2 separate regions of the Hordeum vulgare genome follow, and region 2 is linked to region 1. The links are chromatin contacts, called in public Hi-C maps. All regions are on one chromosome and are shown on one strand. Each heading gives the region's core, a stretch centred on a gene start, on an enhancer-like site or on the middle of the called end of the contact. The rest is flanking DNA. Distances are from core to core; before and after follow the strand shown.

Region 1 (2,952 bases), core at 404-2,903:
AAGAAGACAGACCTGTCAATGTCCACCATGGATGCTAAAGCAGAACCAGTGGCCCGTGCTGGTGTGATGACGGTGCCCATGGAGCTTGAGGCACCCCCGGCATACTCGCTCATCATACCGTGCATCGAAGACTGCATAGACCCTATGCCACCGATTCCCCCGACTGCTAGCTCCAGTGAGGAGTTTGGCAAGGGCATCGACAGGTGTGGCTGCAACTGGAGTGGCGACAGAAGAGACACGGGTTTGCCGAGGAACTTGGTGGCAAGGGTGCAGACACGGTTGAGCTCATCCTTGAGCCTTGCATTCTCGATGCGCAGGTGCTGCTCCTCCAGGGAGACCTCCCCTAGCATGGCCGGGCTGCCGCAGCCGCCGCACATTGGGGTGCGCATGGCCTCCCTGATGGTCAGGTTCTCCGTGCGCAGCTTCTCATTCTCCTGCTTCAGCAGCGCGTTCTCGTGCCGCTCCAGCTGCGTCTGGGCACGGAAAAAGACGCGTCAGGATAAAGCATGAGACCACGAACGGGCGAATGAGAAATGGATCGCGGATGATAAATCTACTTACCTTCATCTGAGTGCGGCGGTTCTGAAACCAGAACTTGACCTGCCGCGCATCGAGGGAGAGCCTCTTGCTGAGCTCGCCGCGCTGCTTCTCGTCCGGGTGGGGGCACTCCTTGAAAAGCCTACACGAGGCGGAGAGGACGACGAACCCATGCATGAGAGGACAGGAGGAAAAAGGAAGAGAGAGAAGGTGGATGCAAATAGCTTTGGGCGGTGGCTCTTACGCTTCGAGCTCCTGGATCTGCTGCGGCGTGTGGCGGTGGTAGCGCTTCTTGCGCTTGCGGGGGTTGCTGCCGCTGGGCTCGGCGTCGTCGTCGTCGTCGCCGACGCCGGAGATGGCGTCCAGGTGGTCGCTCCCCGACCGGCTGTCGTTCTGCGCCTCCGCGTCCCTGGCCATCGCGCCGTCGGGAAACATCCGCCCGCCGATGCCGCCGTCTCGCCCGCCGGCGTTGTCCTGAAAACAACAACAGCAACAACAAAAAACTCCACCAATCATCCACCACGCCAAAGCAAAGCGAAGCGAAGCGAACGAGCGTTCCGGCCGTGACGAGCGCCGAAGGCTTACCAGCCCGAGGGAGAGCGCGGGCGAGGAGGAGAAGGCGCCGGCGTAAGGGAACTGCATGCCGCCGCCGCCGCCGCCGCCGTCGAAGAGCCCCCCGAAGCTCATCCTCCCACGTCCCCCGGGAGGAGCAGACACGACACGAGTGTAGTAGACCTGGCGTCGCCTTTTCACCGTCTCTATCCTCGGTCCCAAAAAGGACCTAGGCCTGGATCTGCACACCTCACGACCCGAATCCTCGGCTGCGCCTCTGGAAGCGGTGGAGAGAGAGAGAGAGAGTCGCCCCGCCTCGCCTCGGCCACCCTCTTTCTACTACCACGAGATTAGGCCCCTCAAAACCCTAACCCTCCACGGCGAGGGGAGGATTAGAATAAGGGAGGAGTGGAGAGGCGAGGCCGGAGCGAGCGAGCAAGAGAGAGAGCTGGCGATTAAAGAAAGCTTTATGCACGGGGAGATGGGAACGGGAGGGTCAAAATGGCAAGACGACGATACGAGGGGAGCGATGTGGGGGGAGGACTCCCCGGCCCCCGGGTGTGGACGCACGGAAAAGGGTGGGGAGAAACGCGAGGCGCTGACGCTGATGCAGCGCGCAGTCAAACGGGCGGTGCGGTGCCTGTTTTTTGTTGCCTTCCGGCGCCCTCGCTTACTTTCTTGCGCCGAGCGGAGCCGCGGAGGGCCGTCAGGTCCCGGGGGGGTGGGGTCCCGTTCCGTCTCCCCGCCTCCACGGCGTCTTGCTCCTCTGGCCCGACCGCCGCAGCGGCTCCTTTGCTTGCCTGCCGGAGCTGCTAGTGGACCCGTTTCCGTTTCATCCGTGGCCTCACTAGTAACTGTGTTGCTTGGATGGGTTTCTCTCTCGATAATAACGTGGCAGTGCGATTGTTTTTCCTCAATAGTATTTGCGCCAGCTCTCCCACGCGATCTTGAGTGAATCAGATTTATTTTGAATCTCTTATTAGTGAGGAATCTCTTATTCATGGACACGCGTCTTCTTGACTCTCTACTTCTATTTTGGGCGGCGACCATATCGACGGAGCTGAGTCAAGCAATGCTTATGATAGGGTAAGAGAGCGTTGTTGGTGGCGCCTGGCGATGGATAATTTTGTGGGCGGTGTCGTAAAGTCCATTTAACTATATAATGCAAAGGCTTGGGAGTCAACGTAATGACAACTGCGGCACGCGGGCGGAGAGATAGGGTAGAAGCGACGATGGTCGGAAAGGAAAAATGTTGAGGCGGTTGCCGGGTAAAAGGAGAAGGTGTCGATCCATGCAAATGCTAGTTAAGACCAATAAATAGATTGGTTGTTTTGTTGACTATATGATAAGATAAATGGAGTATATGATAAATATGTTGTCACATGACCTGATAAGGCAAAAATTGATTATTGCGTAAATTTTCTTCCATAAATAACTGTTAAGGACCCCACGTGACAACCGTCTACAAAGAAGGCCAGGAGGAACGTGAGACCCAATCCCAAGGCACATGGTGATGAGTGGGTGACGTGAACGACAAGTCCAGCGTCTAGGTACAGTTGGGATCAACATATTATTAGGGCGTCGATGAGATTGGCGTCTGGTTGTTCCCTCGGCTACTCCCCCATCCCATTTTCCATTCTCTCTTCTTCATCCTCAATCATGTAATTCCACACAATATTGCTATTGATTAATGGATAAATCAATGGGGAGACTAGTGTGATCATATCGGTTGGTATTCATAGCCAAGCCACACTACCATCGTTGCACACGCTGGACCGACACCACCAAACGTGTTCGAAGACGAGCGAACGCATCGACGCCATGGAAGAGAAATTCACCAAATTCATCGAAGCCTTGTAGGAA
Region 2 (2,942 bases), core at 142-2,641, 690 kb after region 1:
CAGCTGAGAACTGACTAGTCCAGGAGAAGCGAATTTTACAGTCCACTCGTGCTGTTTCAACCAAATTTGTTATCTTTACTCGTACTAGATGTAGTTCATAGTTGCATAATTCACAGGTTTAGGTGAAAATTTGAACAATGTGCTATGTACTGCACTTTGTTCAACATTCTGCAGTTTCTTCTCTCTAGTACTACTACTATCTGAGTAACTGACGGACCTGTTTGTCCTCGGCTGAGCAAGAGATGTTCGTGTTTCCATTTCTAATACTACCACAAGAATCGGTTTCGAGCAAGCAATCCATTCTAAACCTAGTTAATTAAGAAGCTTGGTAACTTACCCCGCAGCCGGTGTCGAGCGCGGTGCGGATGGAGCCGTCGTGGAGCGGGATGAGCTTCCCGATGTCGTCGATGTAGGCGTCGGCGCCGTGCGGGAACATGGTCCCGCCGCCGGGGAACCGGAGCTTGTCCCCGTCGACGCGGATCCAGTTCTGCACCGCCTTCTCCACGGTGAGCTCCTTGTGCGGCACGTTGGCGAACCACGCGACGTCCCGGCTGGCCGGCCACGGGAACGGGTTGCGGTACCCGGCCGGCGCCGGCACCAGGCACCGCAGCCGCTCGCGCCCCGAGGGGCAGTGCCGCTCCCGGTACACCAGCCGGTCCCGCGGGTACCGCAGCGACCGCTTCACGTCCTCGCACGGCGTGTACTCCGAGTACTCGGCCGGGCACGCCGGGTACCTCCGCGGCGCCGAGGATGCCGAGGACGCGGCCCTGGCCGCCACGGCGTCGACCGCCGCCGCGTGGTGCGCGGAGAAGTCGAGGGACGGAGTGGTGGTGGTGGTGGTGGTGGTGGTGGTGGAGGGGGTGAGGGTGGTGGTGCAGGAGATGTCGGTGGCGATGGTGACGGAGCGGGAGGGAGAGGAAGGGGAGAAGCCGCCGCCGTGGTGCCAGGCGCCGAGGAGGTAGGAGGCGGAGCAGAGGAGGGCGACGGCGGCGAGCGGCAGGAAGAAGGAGCGCCGGGCGCCGGAGTGGGTGGGCGGGATGTGCAGCTTGGTGGCCGCCGAGCGGACCCCCATTGCTCCTTCCTCGCTCTGCTCGGAGCCCGGTGGTGTCGTCCTCTGCTCGCTTCTCAGTGCCCACTTCACTCTGGCTTCGTCGGTGTGGTCACTGAGCTGGTAGCCCTGCCCGTTAGGTAGCGGCGAGGCGGGGGCATCACACGGCTGTGAATAGCGCGTTTGATTTCCTCGACTGTGCGTGGATTAGGTAGTGATTACGGGTGAACGTCACCCGTAAACATCAAGGATTTCACCACGCATCGCTCTGTAATTCCGTGTTGTTCTCAAGAATGTTCAGCTCGTGAGGCCACTGGATCTCGATGCTCATGTGATTTGCTCACTGCACACCATCGTAAGCTTTTGTTATTTGTCTTTACTGCTCATCGCCGGTGGCTCTAGCACGTGATGGAAACATTCGCCGAGCTCAAGTATAAACAAGTAGCAAATTTTTTTGGACAGGAAGTGTAACTACTGAGCTATGATAGTGGTAAGAGCAAAGAAAATAATATAACTAACCGTTGGCTATGGCGTACTAGACCCAAGTACGGCTTTAGAGCAATCTGCCGGATGTCGTCTATTCCCGATTCGTAAAAAGTTATTAATATTTTTGTGACAAATATCTATATATGATCTACAATTCAAATTGTTGAACGGAATCTATATCTCCCCTAATCTTCCCTAATAATAAGGCAGCTACTGCTTCTGCCGTACGTCGTGGATATTTTGCAAAAAAAAATACTTGTCTTTTCAAATAATTAACCCGCAGTCCCTCTTTAAGTGACTAACCAGGAAAACATTTCGTTCTTACAAAAAGAACCTCGTGTTTTGGAGTATTCCATCCGAGATCCTTCTATTAAGATAAGGTTTCGGTGGTCACGGGCTCACGGCCGAGGTGAGGAGGCTGGAGTGCGCCCCGGTGCCGGCGCCGGCTCGGCTGGTGCAGCACGCGCCGAGGGCTCTCGTGGTGCTGACGGAGGCGAGGCGGCCGGACGTGGGGCCGTCGGAGGCCGCGTGCGTGGACGAGAGGGCGGACGACTTCATCAACAAGTTCTGGCAGCAGCTGCAGCTGCCGGCCGCGAGGAAGCCGGCGAGCAAGACGGGCAACGAGGCGGAGAAGGCGGCCAGGGCGAAGGTGGCGACCAAGAAGGCGGTCACGACCGAGGTGAGGAGGCTGGAGCGCGCCCCGGTGCCGGCGCCGGCTCGGCTGGTGCAACACGCGCCGAGGGCTCCCGCGGTGCTGACGGAGGCGCATCTCTGCCCGCTGGCCGCCGCCGTCGCATCTCTGCCCGCTGGCCGCCGCCGCCGCATCTCTGCACGCTGGCCACCGCCGCCGCATCTCTGCCCGCTGGCCAGCCATGTCTCCTTCCAATCCCGGGAAGGAATTCAGGGACCTGGTGCTCAGGAGCAGCGAGCTCGCCACGCTCGCCGCCATCTTCCACTTCAGGTACAAAAATAAGAATCTGAGCTCCCTCTGAAGATGGGAGGGAATGCAGTCAACAGTTAACTGAATTTCTTGTTCTGCTCTGGTCTGAGTGTGACTGACAACTACATTTGTTTATTTCTCTTGCTCTCTTGGCTGCTCCAGCGGCACCAAGCCGAGCTACCTTGGCGTGCAGAAGAGCTGACCCCCCGCATCGAGGTGGGTCTCTCCCGGCCATGGTTGCGACCACCCTCTCCTTCACCATCCTGCGTGTTGGAATTATGCCCTAGAGGCAATAATAAATATAGTTATTATTATAATTCCTATATCAAGATAATCGTTTATTATCCATGCTATAATTGTATTGAAAGAAGACTCATTTACATGTGTGGATACATAGACAAAACACCGTCCCTAGCAAGCCTCTAGTTGGCTAGCCAGTTGATCAAAGATAGTCAGTGTCTTCTGATT

Evidence for each region. Hi-C and Micro-C count contacts between places; a contact is called where the count stands out from the background.
Region 2: a contact with region 1 is called in a Hi-C map of leaf, with 2.3 times the contacts expected there. The contact joins the promoter of LOC123403521 here to the promoter of LOC123401250 in region 1. A contact is called at or near these places in 2 of 6 Hi-C or Micro-C datasets (leaf and seedling).

Annotation. Positions count from the first base shown.
Region 1 is chr6H:435,244,769-435,247,720 of MorexV3_pseudomolecules_assembly, forward strand. LOC123401250 (homeobox-leucine zipper protein ROC5-like) reads right to left here and starts at 1,654. Exons shown (of 9, transcript XM_045094999.1): 1 at 1,123-1,654; 2 at 782-1,011; 3 at 562-679; 4 at 1-473. The coding sequence starts at 1,224.
Region 2 is chr6H:435,934,147-435,937,088 of MorexV3_pseudomolecules_assembly, forward strand. LOC123403521 (probable methyltransferase PMT15) reads right to left here and starts at 1,392. Exons shown (of 6, transcript XM_045097453.1): 1 at 338-1,392. The coding sequence starts at 1,072.